Linked DNA regions of Arachis hypogaea: region 1 is linked to region 2. The links are chromatin contacts, called in public Hi-C maps. All regions are on one chromosome and are shown on one strand. The core of a region is the stretch at or near the end of the contact, and the rest is flanking DNA. Distances in the headings are between cores, read along the strand shown. Region 1 holds the start of LOC112720634 (phototropic-responsive NPH3 family protein NPY4). Region 2 has its middle 14 kb from the start of LOC112720632.

The links. A called contact is a pair of places that touch in the nucleus more often than the background predicts.
Region 1: a contact with region 2 is called in a Hi-C map of an unstated tissue, with 2.4 times the contacts expected there. The contact joins the promoter of LOC112720634 here to the enhancer-like site in region 2. A contact is called at or near these places in 4 of 8 Hi-C or Micro-C datasets (leaf and an unstated tissue).

What each region holds. Positions count from the first base shown.
Region 1 is chr11:32,363,429-32,366,810 of arahy.Tifrunner.gnm2.J5K5, forward strand. LOC112720634 (phototropic-responsive NPH3 family protein NPY4) reads left to right here and starts at 1,474. Exons shown (of 5, transcript XM_025771645.3): 1 at 1,474-2,230.
Region 2 is chr11:32,293,432-32,296,943 of arahy.Tifrunner.gnm2.J5K5, forward strand. No RefSeq gene overlaps it. Among protein-coding and RNA genes, the nearest start is that of LOC112720632, 14 kb to the left of the region's middle. Within about 2 kb of position 1,335, at least 1 of the 3 cell types and tissues checked has open chromatin away from gene starts, as enhancers often do.

The DNA.
Region 1 (3,382 bases), core at 224-2,723, 70 kb after region 2:
ATCTACCTCTCTCCCTTTTTTCTATTTCTCTTTACCATTCTCACTTTATATATAATTCTGATATATTTTTATATTATTATCTAATTTAATAACCAAATGTGTCATATGACATTCTCTTATTCAAATTGAGAAAAAATATTTTCTTCTAAAAGTAATAAACTCCATTCTTAAATTCTCTCGTCTATCTCTCCCTTTTTTTTATTTCTCTACTCTTTCACTCTATATATAATTGTAATTTATATTTTATATTAGTAATTTGACAAATCAAGATGTGTCATCAGATATTTTTTATTATAATTAAAATGAAATTTTTTCTTTTAAAATTAACAAACTCCCTCTCTCAGTCTTCATCTTTATCTTTCTCTCTCTTTTCTCTCATTCTCTATTTTTTCTATTTTTTGTTCTACAAAAAATAAAATTAACAAAATAATATAATTCAAGTAAAAAATATTATTACTATTATATACATATTTTTTTAGTTTTTTTTATTTAGTTTTAAATTTTTTCTGTTTATTTTTTTAATATATATTTTTATTTTTTTCTTTCAAATATTTATTAAATATAATTTGGAGAGAATACTAATATTATAATTAAAAGTTAAAATCAAGATTCAATTGTTTAAAAATATTAATTTTGAGTTAATTTTATAACTATGAATATAATTTTTTTATGCTAATATCTAATTATATGTTTATATACATAGACAGAAAAAATATTATTTTTAAATAGCAAGCATAAAAATTAATTATTTTTATTTGTGTAACAGACTTAACACCTAATCAAAAGTATACAAATTAAATCGTTTCAAATTTTAGATAACGAATATTAAAATTAATTATTAGTAATAAATCAAACTCTTTTACATGAAAATAATAACTAAAAATCTTATTATTTGATTTTTTTTTCAACGGAGACCCTGGTCTTCTTAGCCGACAGAAAATTTTGTCCCCTACGATCTTTTTTATAAAAGTAGTTTGATTTTATAAATTTTTTGTGCTATAATTTATAATGTCAAAACAAAACTAATATAATTTTAAAAAAATTTATATTCCCGTAATATAATTGCGAGTAAAAATACTAATTGGCTAATAAAAATTTGGGTAAATCTTGAGTTTCTCTTAAAACCATGAAGTTACACATTATAATATCAATTTACCCTATTATTCTAAAATTATAAAAAGATTAACTTGAGTTACAAAATATAACATGCGAAAGGATAAAATGAACAATTATATATGTTAGGTATATACGAAAAAATCAGTCACTAAATTAATTATCCGTATAAAATATATATAAGAATACAAAATATACATTAATAATAAATTAAATAATATATATATTTATATATAAATACTTATAAATATATAATAACTAATTTTTAGTATGTATATAATATTTTTGCTAAATTAAATAATTACTCCAAAAGAAAGTAGTATTTCTTTATAGAAGAAAGATATTACTTTTTTTCTTTTAATTATTTAAACTAAAAAGTAAGTTGGCCAAGTTGGACTATTATGTTGTTCATTTTCAATGCTTTCAATTGTTTTTGTAGTTTTAAGAAGGGATGAGGAGAATGAGAAAGAGAAAAAGTTATATGATTGCGGAGGTAATAATAATGGTGGGGGGCAATACCTAATAGGGTGCTGATTCAAAAGCTCTGAACAGAGAGAGAGAGAAAGAGAGAGATGAGAGACATAGAAAGAGAAAGAACATTCTGAAGTTGGTTGGCTTTTTCTGTTTGTGTTGCTTCTGTGGCTGTCAAACAAGACTTAACAGCTCATCTTTTTTCTTTCTCAAATGGGTGGTCCTTTCAGTTTTGTTTGTCTTGTTTCTGTTTCTTCTTTTCTTTCTCTTTCTCTTCTCTTCATTCATAATACTGAGTGTTTCTAGTTTCTACTCATATTTATGTTTATGCTTTGAACCTCTTTGCTTTTGTTTTTTTGGTGCTTAGCTTTAATTTTGTTTCTCCATGTTTGGTCTCTTCTTTCTAAATTGACATGCATTCAGATTTTGTGATCTCTTTGATTTGATTAGCTTCCTTCCACTTTCAACTTTTTTTTTCTCCCCTTATCTTCTTTATCTTCTTCTACTTGTCATTGTTTTCCACTCTTTGTCCTTAAATTTCTTCTTTGGGTCTCTTAATTAATTAATTCCTCAACAATATTTGTTCCCTCATAAAGAGAAGAAACGTTACCAGCTTCATAGAGATATTAATGCTTTTCCCCTTCAGGTTCGTCTATTTAATCCCTTCATCTTTCTTTGTTTTTTTTTTTCTTTGATCATTACTCTAATTAGACTCCATTTTTTGGTATAGATTTTTTGTATTTGTGTTGTAATTGGGTGCTACTGTAACTCTGCTAGTCTCAATATTTAAACATTAATAATTTAGTTTCAGAAAAACTAAACTAAACGATATACTTTTGGAAATTGAAAAAGTTTCAAGTATTCTAGGAACGTCGGTGTTCCAGTGATTTTCTTATACTTTTATTTGACATGTTTTTCAGACAACATCTAAATAAGATGTCACTTCGAAATATGTAAACTGAGCATATCTTCTAAGTTTTGTGAACTTTGTTTAATTGTTGTTGAATAATTATACGGTAAAGACGTAAGTTTAAAGATTTTTTTTTATATGAGATGAAAGAAAAATAAAAAAAAGTAGGTTCTACACTTTGAATAGTAATAAAATAATAAAAAATAATTATAAAAAAATTTATTTTTTTTTATATCACTTCAATCTGTACAGTAGAATGTCTCTTAATTGTTACTACAAAAGAAAAAAAATATAAAAAAAGAATGCCTGACAATAAAAAAAATTAATAAAAAATAATTAAATTTTATTTTATTTAATATTTATTAATTATAATAAATATTAAATAAGATAAAATCGAATTATTTTTTTTTTCCTAGTATTGCCAATAAAGAAAGTTTGTTTAATTCCTTTTGGACTAAAGTAAGGTTTATTTTCTAATGTTTGTTTATTAATTAAGCTGAGCATTAATATTGTTTTATTTAATATTTATTAATTATTATAAGACAAATTTTAATAGTTTTCAGTTAAATTTTTTTATTATTAAATATTTTTATCAAAAAAATTATATACACATTAAAAATTAATTATTAAATCAGTCATAATAAATATATATATATATATATATATATATATATATATATATATATATATTGTGTGTTATATTAGATACTAAAAAAAATTGTATTTAATATTTAGTTTATTTTTAATATATATTTTATATTTTAACGTATATTTTATATTAATAATTAATTTTTTTATATATCTAACACAATTGATCTATATTATATTTCTCTTTGTCAAATTAATTACTATTTTTTTAGAATTTATTAGAACATTAATATATTTATG
Region 2 (3,512 bases), core at 85-2,584:
CAGAGTGCCTTGCACAGTGCAAAGAATCCTGCCTTTCATTCAAGAACAAAACACATTGGAGTACAATATCACTTTGTTTGGAAGTAGTAGAAGAAGGAAGGTGTTGATATGCAGAAGATTCACACTAAAGATAACCTAGCAGATGCCATGACAAAACTAATCAACACAGAAAAGTTTGAATGGTGTAGATCCTCATACGGCCTATGAAATACATGAGCAACATAAATTTTGAAAATTTATCAAAATTAGCTTTAAGTGGGAGATTGTGAAAATTAGTAAAGCTAATTTTAGAAAATAAATAAATAAATAATAACTAAATAAAATGAAAGGTAATAAACAATCTTAGTTTATAACCTTAGAATTTTAATGGTTGAAAAAGAGAAGAATTATATACCTTTAATTGACGGATGATTCATATTGAAGAAATTTACATATAAATTGAGTTTTTCTTTAATTCATTTCAATCAAGTCATTCAGATAGAATAACATAATATTTCTTTGAGTAATTTTCTCCTATATATAGAGAGAAGTGTGTTCTCCTTTTGTCAAGAGAGAGTGTTATTGTAATCTCCTTGTGATAGAGAGAAGTTGTAATTCTCAAAGAAAGTTATTCAATTGTTTCCATATTTTATACAAATTTCTAATTTTTCATCTCTATATATTTTGCTGTGTCATTTGTCTGGTAGCTAAGACTTTATCCAAGTTGAGTATCATGATTTAATTGATTCAATTCACACCAACACTTGAAAAATAACAGATACAATATATACAACAATCGATATCTCAAGAAAAAGAATAAGGTGTTTATTATAGTGCCTAAAAATTAATACCTAATAGCTAAAAATTGTTAAATAATTAATATTTAATTTAAAAATATAAAAATTAATAAATTTTAAATATTTAAAATATATTATAAAAAATAAATTAGACATAAATTACACCCTAAATAAAAAACACTATAGATAAAATTTGGTAAAAAAACAATAGAATTTTAGTTCCATCACCTTTATTGATCTTCGTAGCTTAAGTTTATTATAAAATAGAAGAGAACTTACATCTTATATTTTGTATTTTGTTTCTTTTCTTTATTTATTTATGTTTTACCTAATGTTCTTAAAATAATTAGTTGATCAATAAAAAAAGAAATTGAGTCGGTGGATAAGGCAAATATATTATACATTCAATGAACTTTTCTGCTTGAATCCTCTTTGAGTGTTAACATATTGTTTTTTTGAAGATTGAATTTGTATGCTCATGATTAGTTCATGGCTGAACCTACCTTTATGCATTCTTAATACAAGTCCCCAAATGCACTGTATTCTTCACAATCAGAATCAGCGTTCACGTGCCTTGTGATAATTACTGAAATATCAGCAACATACACAAGTTGCCCTCTGCCTACTACTTATGATCGTCAATCCAATTATTTAATTTCAATTATTAAGCCTTATTTTTCATTTATTAATGATTATTTTATTAAAAAACAATGATTATCGATATCAAAGTGGGTCAAATGATAGATAAGTTCGTCCCCTACCTTAAGCCTTGAATTCAAGTTCTATGAAAGTGAGATAACATTTGCTAGAATTTACTAAAAGCCAGAAATAATATTATTCTATAAGCCAGAAAATAGTCTAAATTATTTCTCAAGATAAGGTACTACTGTCAAATGTCAATAAGATAATATCGTTATTTTTCGAAAAAAAGAAAAATTCCCGACAATATTCTAAATCATTTTTTGACGAAAGAAATTTCGCAGTGATAAAAAAAAATAGGCTAATTTTTTTAGAAATAAAAAAAATTGTATATAGTATCATGATTAATTAGTGTAATTTTTTATATGGATTTTATTATTATTTTTTTAAAATAACAAATCAAACTTTTAGATTTAAGAAATCGAAAAATCAGATTTCCATAGTAAACAAATAAAAAGATTCTATTTGTGGTGAGATTTTTTTTTGGGTTTTTAAGATTGGAGAGTCCAATTAATATGTTTAAAATTCTTTTTAACACTAATACAAACCTAACCCTCAAATTTATATTGTTTTTAAAAAATTAAAAACCACAAATCTAAGGTCTTTAGATTTGTGGTATCCACAAAAAAAAAAAAAAACTATAAATCTGACCTTTAAATTTATGATATTCATACATAAAAAACTATTAAATTTTTACATTATTAAGAAACACCACTAAAATTCCAACACTAAAATAAAAAGCGAAAGAATATTGTTATTTCTCGAAAAAAAAAAAAAAACTCTCAACTGTATTCTGTGAGTTGTTTCTCTACAAAAGAGAATCTTGGCAAGCAATTAAATGAATAAACTACTATTTTTATTTAAGAAAGATAATACTTACTGAACTACATATAAAAGATTTAAATTTAACTTATACTCATAAAAAATAAAATTTATTTGACAAAAGTAGTCAAATATTAAATTTGCATTAACTCTACTAAAATATTCACCGGTTTGGCATGTGAAATTTTTAAAGCATCCATTATATCATTTTCAACATGATTTGTTTTCCTCTGTCAACAACAATTTTAAACAATTATACTAATTTCAAAATCACAAAATTATTTTTACTTTATATGTTAAGGCAATCCTATTTAACAATGATGATTTCGTTGACGAGCCATTAGCTGATGGAATAGAATACTCACGGCAACATATATAGTACTATAAGAAAGGAAAATCATGACAATAACATTTTATAAAGGTGCTTCATCACTAGCACTATTGCCTTACAACCTAGCATATTACATATTTATTATACTCAATTCTTGTTTACAATTAGCAGGTATTAGACTCTAGATTTGTTAAAATTTATAATTAATTCATATATTATCTCAAAATATTACATGTCTATAATTTTTTACAATTTTTTTTGATACTCAACCTAAATATTATCTCAAAATATGATATAAAAGTCGTCTATAATTTTTTACTGTCTCATCCAATTTTCAAATAAACAAAATAATATAGTGTTATACACGAATTAAAGGTATATATGATAACTTTATATTATCTCTCACAATTATTAAAGAAGATATTCATCTATTTTTTATTACTTCTCCAATCATCATGTTTAAGAAATTCACATGAAGTATAAATAATAATAATAAAAAAAACACAAAAGTGGATTTTCTTACCAAATTCTTCTCTCCATCTTCAAAAATTTTGTAGGTGACTAATTAATCAAGACTGATATAGATGGCAAACAGATACACTTTTAACCCATTCTCTCTATCTTTGACCAAAAATAATCTTTTTGAACAGAATAATTACAAAATCTCATTGGACCTTTCATAAGCATTATGAAAGTCCAGAGGTTAATGATTGCCAACACCTTCTTCTAAACTTCAATCACTGAACAATTTCACGTGCAATTAAAGTTTTATCATAAATTTTTTTATCCTTTACAAGAATACTCTCTCTCTCTAACTAATCTTAACATTACTCTCCTCATTCTTTTAGCTAGAACTTTAAATATCACCTTATATACATATCCAA